2 separate regions of the Gossypium hirsutum genome follow, and region 2 is linked to region 1. Evidence: chromatin contacts called from public Hi-C data. All regions are on one chromosome and are shown on one strand. The core of a region is the stretch at or near the end of the contact, and the rest is flanking DNA. Distances in the headings are between cores, read along the strand shown. Region 1 holds the start of LOC107930105 (LRR receptor-like serine/threonine-protein kinase FEI 1). Region 2 holds the start of LOC107930098 (pectin acetylesterase 7).

What was found. A called contact is a pair of places that touch in the nucleus more often than the background predicts.
Region 2: a Hi-C map of leaf shows a contact between it and region 1, with 1.6 times the contacts expected there. The contact joins the promoter of LOC107930098 here to the promoter of LOC107930105 in region 1. A contact is called at or near these places in 4 of 34 Hi-C or Micro-C datasets (callus and leaf).

The regions. Positions count from the first base shown.
Region 1 is chrA08:108,925,477-108,929,208 of Gossypium_hirsutum_v2.1, reverse strand. It overlaps LOC107930105 (LRR receptor-like serine/threonine-protein kinase FEI 1), which reads right to left and starts at 2,282. Exons shown (of 14, transcript XM_016861673.2): 1 at 1,930-2,282; 2 at 743-972; 3 at 235-370; 4 at 63-134. The coding sequence starts at 839.
Region 2 is chrA08:109,308,128-109,311,892 of Gossypium_hirsutum_v2.1, reverse strand. It overlaps LOC107930098 (pectin acetylesterase 7), which reads right to left and starts at 1,833. Exons shown (of 13, transcript XM_016861660.2): 1 at 1,621-1,833; 2 at 231-358; 3 at 35-117. The coding sequence starts at 1,754.

The DNA.
Region 1 (3,732 bases), core at 1,033-3,532:
AATATATTTGAATACAGATCATCCATCAAGTATGAAGAAAGATAAGTCCCACTAATACATACAAAAGCCTCAAGTGCTCCAACTTCCCAAGGTCAGGCGATATAGGACCACTCAGTTTATGATTGGTAAGGCTCCTGAAGAGAAAACGTAGAGAAAAAAGATGTTAAATTGCATCTTCATGTAAACAAAGTAGTTTAAGGGATGTTATATTTGTACATGATCTTCAATACTCACAAAGTTGTCACTCTCTTGGTTTTACTATCACACTTCACCCCTTTCCATTTGCATGGATCAGGATCCTCTGGTCTCCACTGAGAAAGCACACCATCTGAACTAATAATTGCTATCCGAAAGCTCAGAAGTGCCTCTCCTGCATCATGAAAAGCATTTTCACAATCTGTTACCAAATATTCTTATTTCCAGCATGAAATGCATTGTAATCACTGGCTGACTAGAGATTCTATAACCAGCCAAAATCTATTTTATCCAAATTAAATCTAAAAGACTGTCAAAAAGGAAAAGGAAAGCAAAATGTAAACATGCTCACCAAAGTTTTAAATGGTCAAGATTTTCAATGTGCAAATTTCCTAAGTGAGACAAATTAACCAGTAATTTCCAACCAAAAGAGCATTAACATAAGGAGAGCATTTAAGATCCTTTTCCAGATGGTGAGAGAATAAGAGGAGAAAAAAATTTCTAAATATCAGCTTGAATGATCTCATACTACATATAAATGACATACCATCAGGACTGATAGCTCTGATTCTGTTTGCTAGGATAAAAGAGAATAGAATGAGAAGCAGCCATGGCCATTGATATTTCATCAGACGAATGCCCATAATGGCACTGACAAAGCATAATATAGATACTACAAATCATCTGATACGCCAAACTCAGGAATGCACCCTTGTTGTATCATATGGTTATCGGGACTACAACGCCACTTGGCAGCTACAAAAATACAAACAAAGTCTGGCAGGACATAGAGAAGCAAAAATAAGAATTAGAAACAGTTAGATACTTGAAACAGAAACATTGTGCAGAAAGCAGAATTCCAATTGAAATTGTTACAAAGTTCCTTCCAATTTGTGCAGAAAAAATGCATAATTGAAAACCAAGAAAGAACCACCTCCCTCCCTCTCTCTCTCTCTCTAGAACCAAAGGACAAATAGAGCATTGAAGTCTTATACATGAATACATATCAAATAATTCTAATCATGAAAAAAAATCCAACTTGATAACCATTGCAGTTTTGATATCTATGATGGACTATGAGCACTGCTTACTCTTGTACCATACATTGTGCGACATGAATTTCAAAGAATGAACTAATCAGTACAATAAAGCCTTCTCAGCCAGAATCGGACTTTAAAGCCAATTTTAAGGAACATGAACGCTTATGAGAAACAACATTTACATCATTAAAGGTTTTTGCTGCATTAGCATTCTTTATCTAAATGAGATTAGCAGCTTCTACTACAAGCAAGTCATTTCCCAAATCTTCAATCATTTTGAAGCATTTCTGTCAAATTTAAAGTTGCACGTACTAAACGCAAATATAATAACACAAGCAATTACTCTAAGATCAACTTCTCCAACCCTAAACTCTTAACTTGAAAATAAACTACTACCTCTGAAAGTTGAGCTAAAACAATCACTTTGATAAAGTGACACAAACTTTGCGACATAAATCGGACGGAATCAAGAGCTTAAAACGAAAATAGCATTCTTAGAATTCGCCTCTCAGCATGAGCTATTTATATTCCGAGACTGCTAAAAAGGGAAATTGACCTAAAAACGAAGTAAAGAATCGAGCAGGAAAACAATTGCTAACCAATCTGGAACTTAAAACACAAACAGAACCAAACTTTGGAGAAGAAAATGGAATGAAAACACAAAAAATTAAAAATAAAGAGAAATTAAAGAAACCTTGAGATTGAACCGATCTGCAGGCAGTGAGCTGCGAAGAGAAAACAAGCAAAAAAAATCAAATAAAAATAACGAATAAAAAAAGATTCGATGCTACTTCTTTTTTCTTCTTGGATTTCTTTTAATTCTTTTTTTTTCTAATATTATTTTGGTTAAATTCTGAAAATGAAGATGTGATTGTGAAGAGAGAGACTTTAGTCGTTGAAGAGAGTGAGGCAGAGAGCTATAGATTAGATGTTTGGAATTAAAGGGGGGCCGAGTTGAGATGGTGCTGCTTTCTCACGTGCGACTGCGACTTCCGTACGTGCCAACCGACGTTTCTTGCTTTCTAGAAAAAGAGTAAAGTCTAAAGTCTAACACTCTTAACTCCTGGACTCTAAGCGAGTTACAGTAAACTTTGTCCACGCCCGGATCTTATTAAGATATTTCAATTTTGTGTTAATTGTTTTAAATTAAATTAAAAAAAATCCATTTTGTATCAAACAATGTAAATATTTTAATTATTTGTGGATTTATATAAAACTATACGCGTTTTCAACCCTTCTTAAAAAATTAAAAAATATGCAGGAAATGAATTGAATTTTAACTAAATTAATATTAATATTATTAATATAAAAAAATATTGATTCGAGTACGTTGAAATTAAAGGTTAAAAAAATATGCTGAGATAATTTTAATAACTAAATTTTTTTTTCTCGTCACACTTTTAACTTATTCTACTCTTTTTTAAGTGAATTTTTTAATGAATAAAATATTGAATTGATTAATTATTTTTTTAGTGAATTAAAGATTAATTCATTTTAATAAACTAAATATTTAAATTTAAAATTATGTATCACTAGAATATACCGGAAAAACAATTAAAGTTTTTGACATTTATATTAAAATTAAAATTGAATTCTTGTAATAAATTATACGAAATATGAAACAAATAAAGATAAAATAATAAAACATGTGCTGCAGCGAAAATTGATATGTCCATGATTTAAATAGGATAAATTAGTAAAATATGCTATTTTTTCAGTTAGTCTTTTAGGTTGTTGTAAACTTTAATTAGGGAAATTGGTCATTTTAGGAGAGAGAAAGTGAAAGCGCGTCCAGCAGAGTGTGCTTTCTGCATAGATGGCAAGAAAGCGTGTCCAGCTAGACGGACTTTCACTTTCTCTCTCTAAGGTTAGGATTTTTTTTAAGGTTAGGATCTTTAGGGTTTTTAGTTTTTTAGGGTTTAAGGTACTTTGAATGTGTTTAGAGTTTTCGACTAAAACGACAGAAGTTCTTAGGTAGTTTTGAGGGATCGAGGACGTGATAACACGCCTCAACACACATATATTTAATATATCATGGCGAGATAGGATCATCACTTGAGGAACCCATTGTGAGGAAACCTGATTTCGGGGTAATAATGCTTGATAAAACCAGTGGTGGAAGTCTAGGTGGAGGTCACAATCGGCAGTCATGATCTTGTAACAGCCCGATTTCAGTTGTGTCAGAAATAGTGGTTTCAAGGCCACCAAATCAAGCAAGCAAGTTCGTAAATATTATTATTTAATATTTATGGGTTAAATATGATTTTAGAAAGATTTTTGAATTAGTAATTTGTATTTTATAAAGATTTATTCGGCTAAATGGTTTTAGAAAATGAGGTGTTGGGACCTCAATTCTATAAATCGAGTCGTAAATATTTTTATAAATATTTATGGAGTGTCTTTAGGGTGGTATTAAAGTTTCATTAAGAAATTTTAACGTTTCGATTGTTAATTAATTAAAAACCACCAAATTGAAAAAAAAATGCATTCCCGGGAC
Region 2 (3,765 bases), core at 584-3,083, 380 kb before region 1:
ACAGCACAAGCAAGGCAAAAGCCATTGGACTAACCTCCATGTGAACAATCCAATTATCAACTCCAGCGCCAGAGCCCTTGTCAAAATGGTAAGCTGGTGGACTCCCATCCAAACAAACTACACACCACCACCCAAACCAAAAAAAAGAAAAAAAAAAAAAGAGTGCGTTAAATATATGATATACATAAACATATAATAAAACATAGATAAGAAGAAAAACAAATCCCTACCAGCTCCTTTCGCTACGGCATCCTGCAGATAAGTAATCCCTACACTAGCGCCTTCAGATTTGAGTAGTATAACAGCAAGCACACAGACCAGTAGACTTAACCATTGGCGTAACATTCCACTAATCATTCTGCTCTGCAGTATTTATTAATTTAAAGTCAGTATGATTATAGAAAATAAAGAAATAAGCAAATTATAGTAAGACGTATAAAAATATTACTACTGCTACTGCTATGCTTACAAAGGCTTATATAAAACCCATGCACATGTCCAACATCATTATTCAACAAGAAATAAAGCTACCATTAACACCAAGCACCGCACATAATCAACTCGTGCTGCTAACGGTAACTTGGTGTCATAATTATCAGTAATTAATTCAGTAATTATCTAATTGGCTATCATCTACCCACAAATAATGATTAATATCACTATTTTTAATCCGTCACAATCAAACCAAAGAAGCATAAAGTGATTGGTATGTTTAGATGGGTGGTCATGGTAATATTCTGACAATAACACTTAGGTTAATTTGAAAATAAAAGAATATTATTACAGCACTGTCGGACAAACATAAAAACGATGAATGGTCAAAATATAAAATTCACACCGATTCTCAAATATAAGATAATCAAAGCAATATACTTTTATTACAGCCTAAAACAAATACCGGCAGACAAACATAAATATTAAAATAAATGCAATTAGCCAAGAATATAAATTTCACACCCATACCCATAACGACAACCCATAGGCCATATAGCAATATTATGTATCTTATTTAGGGAATAAAATAGATTAATTGTACTCAAAAGAGACAATGTAACTCACACATAATTTACTAATCCTAAATATTACTACATATAAATAAAGAGAGCAGTGAGAATAAAAGCAGGCCATAAAATAATCCTAACTGAGATCTTAAATCTCGTCAACTAAAATTACAATTATCGTGATTATCATTATCATTATTATTATTATTTTAATTAATACTATCCGACAAACGTCATGAACCTCCCAAAAATAAAGTATCCGACAAAGGTCACACATGGCAAGAAGATCGCATCATGTGTCTCATCTTACTCTCTTCTAAATTCAATAATCCATCCCTTAGGATGGGAGGAGAGCTAACAGCACCGCTCGTAAATCGCCGGAGCAGAAAGAACTGAAAACTACGAGTGGTTAAAAAACACAATCTCTTTTCACCAAAAAAAAAACACACACAATCTCTTCTTGTCTTCATCCTGAGATTACTTCATCAATAAAGTAAAAGAAAACGCTTTCCGAAGTAGGAAAGATAGTAATAACAGTAAATACAAAAAAGCTAAAAACTCAGGCAGAGGCTGAGGTAAGAAGACTTTGTTTATTTTTGTAGTTAAGATGAAAGCTTACCTTACGAGGAGGGAGAAAGGAGAAACGATATAATAGCTTACTACAACTAGTTTCTTCTTAGTACGAGTATAATGCTTTGTTTGGATCGGGTGAGACTTAGCCACCGCTGATCTCATTTCATTTGTAGTCCTCATTCGGTAACGCGTGCCAACTAAGCAGACAGAAGTCAATTCAAATCCACAGTTCAGTTGTCGGTGCGCTCCACTTTTTAGTTTTTCATTTTCTTTTTAAACATAAACCAAGGATTATTAACACCACTCATTACAGCTCAACCAGTACAAATTATCCTTTGTTTGCTTGCTTGGGCTTGCCCAAAAAATAATTTTTGATAACGACAAAATCATTTTAATATTTAATAAAACCACATTTTAATCTCACACTTTATTTACTGTAAAAAAGTATTTTAAAAAATAAATTTATTAATAAATAACTATTTATTTTTATTAATTATGGATATTATAAAATTTTCAAATAATTTATGATCTGTCAGGAATATTAAATTAATTCGAATTTGACTGGTGGCTTTAAATAAATGATTTTCAAAAATAATAAATATAAAATCGACATGTGAGATGCGACTAAACAGACAAATACTTTGAATGGAATAAGTTGAGTTAAAATCTTAAATCAACCCACAAGAACCACATACTAATAATTAATAACATTATTAATTAGCAAAGTGATTGCATAGAAAAAAAAATGTTTACATATAGTGTAAAAATATACTATAACTAAGACCCTGAATAAATTAATATATCAAAATATAAAACAAATATTTACAGTATTAAATCTTTTCCTTTTCCTTTTTCCTCAACACTTGTTATTTTTTTAAAGCTAGTGCCAGAACGTATGTTATTATAGACACGTGTCCTTATAAAATTATTACTTTTTAAGTCTTGAAATAAATTCATCAATTGCTTCCTATATAAGTATTGCCTTTTTCCCCTTGAAATAAAGTAAAAGAAAAAAAAAGGCTCAGATTTTCTTCCAAAAAAAAGGATACTTAAATGTTGAAAAATGAATTTTATTATTTCTTTTTTATATATACAGAAGAGAGTTAAATATGCAAAAACAAGCCAATCCTTCATAACATATTGGAGACAGAAGCAGCAAACAGGAATGCAAGACCACAATTGGTTGGCCTGGGCTGTCACACAGGAAATTTTAAAAATATGAATGCACCCGCATTAATTATCTAAGTGAAATCCATCGTAACCGTAGTAAATGCATGTCAACGACTACCATCAGTTAATGGCTAAATTCATGGTGCGACATATTCGACGGCTGTTGGGCTGGGAATGGCAGGTTACTATTTGTCATGTTGCTCCAGAGAAGAATAGCGTGGCGGATTATGTACTTGTCCCAGAGGGGTGCGTATGAGGAAACGTTGTTGCAGGAGCTTCCTCGTGAAGGGTGCTATTTAGTTTTGGTAAATGTTCCCAAAAAGAAAATTTTCTAGTTTTGAACTTTTGATAACTATTTCATCCTTTACTTTTACTTTTATTTAAATATTATTAATTATTAAAAAATAAAAATGTTGGTATAAGTTTTTTTTAAAATTAACATCCTTACAACACAATATCTATATCATGTCATTACAATGACTTGAAAATGTATTTTCTTTAAAAAATTAATTAATTGTATTAACTACTTCGAATAATAATATTATAAAAATAAAATTATTAAATTATAAAAAAATTAAATTATAGGAAGTGAATCCTAAATTTAAGTTTAAGCATAATAAAAACTAAAATTATATTTTGTCATTATTCAATTTTGAGAAAATATTTAGTACACTGTTGGTAGAAATTTCAGACTTTATAAGTAAGTTCAGGAGATTAACAAGTGTCCTATATGAATATAGTAAATTTAAAAAATCATATGATAAATTTTTAAAACTACTTATAAAATAAAATAAAAATTACTAATGTAACAAATACTATCCTTTAATTTTTAATATAAAGTCTGATCTTCTATTGATTCTTTTCTCTTTCTAGTTATAAAGCAAGGGATTGTAAAATAAGATTGTTCCTTTTCTTATATATTAATTTGAGATTGATTCGTTTCTCTTTCTAGTCATATAGCAAGCAAAATAAGGGTCCTTTGGATGTTGCCACACCTTTAGTATGGTAGAATGTTTTACTT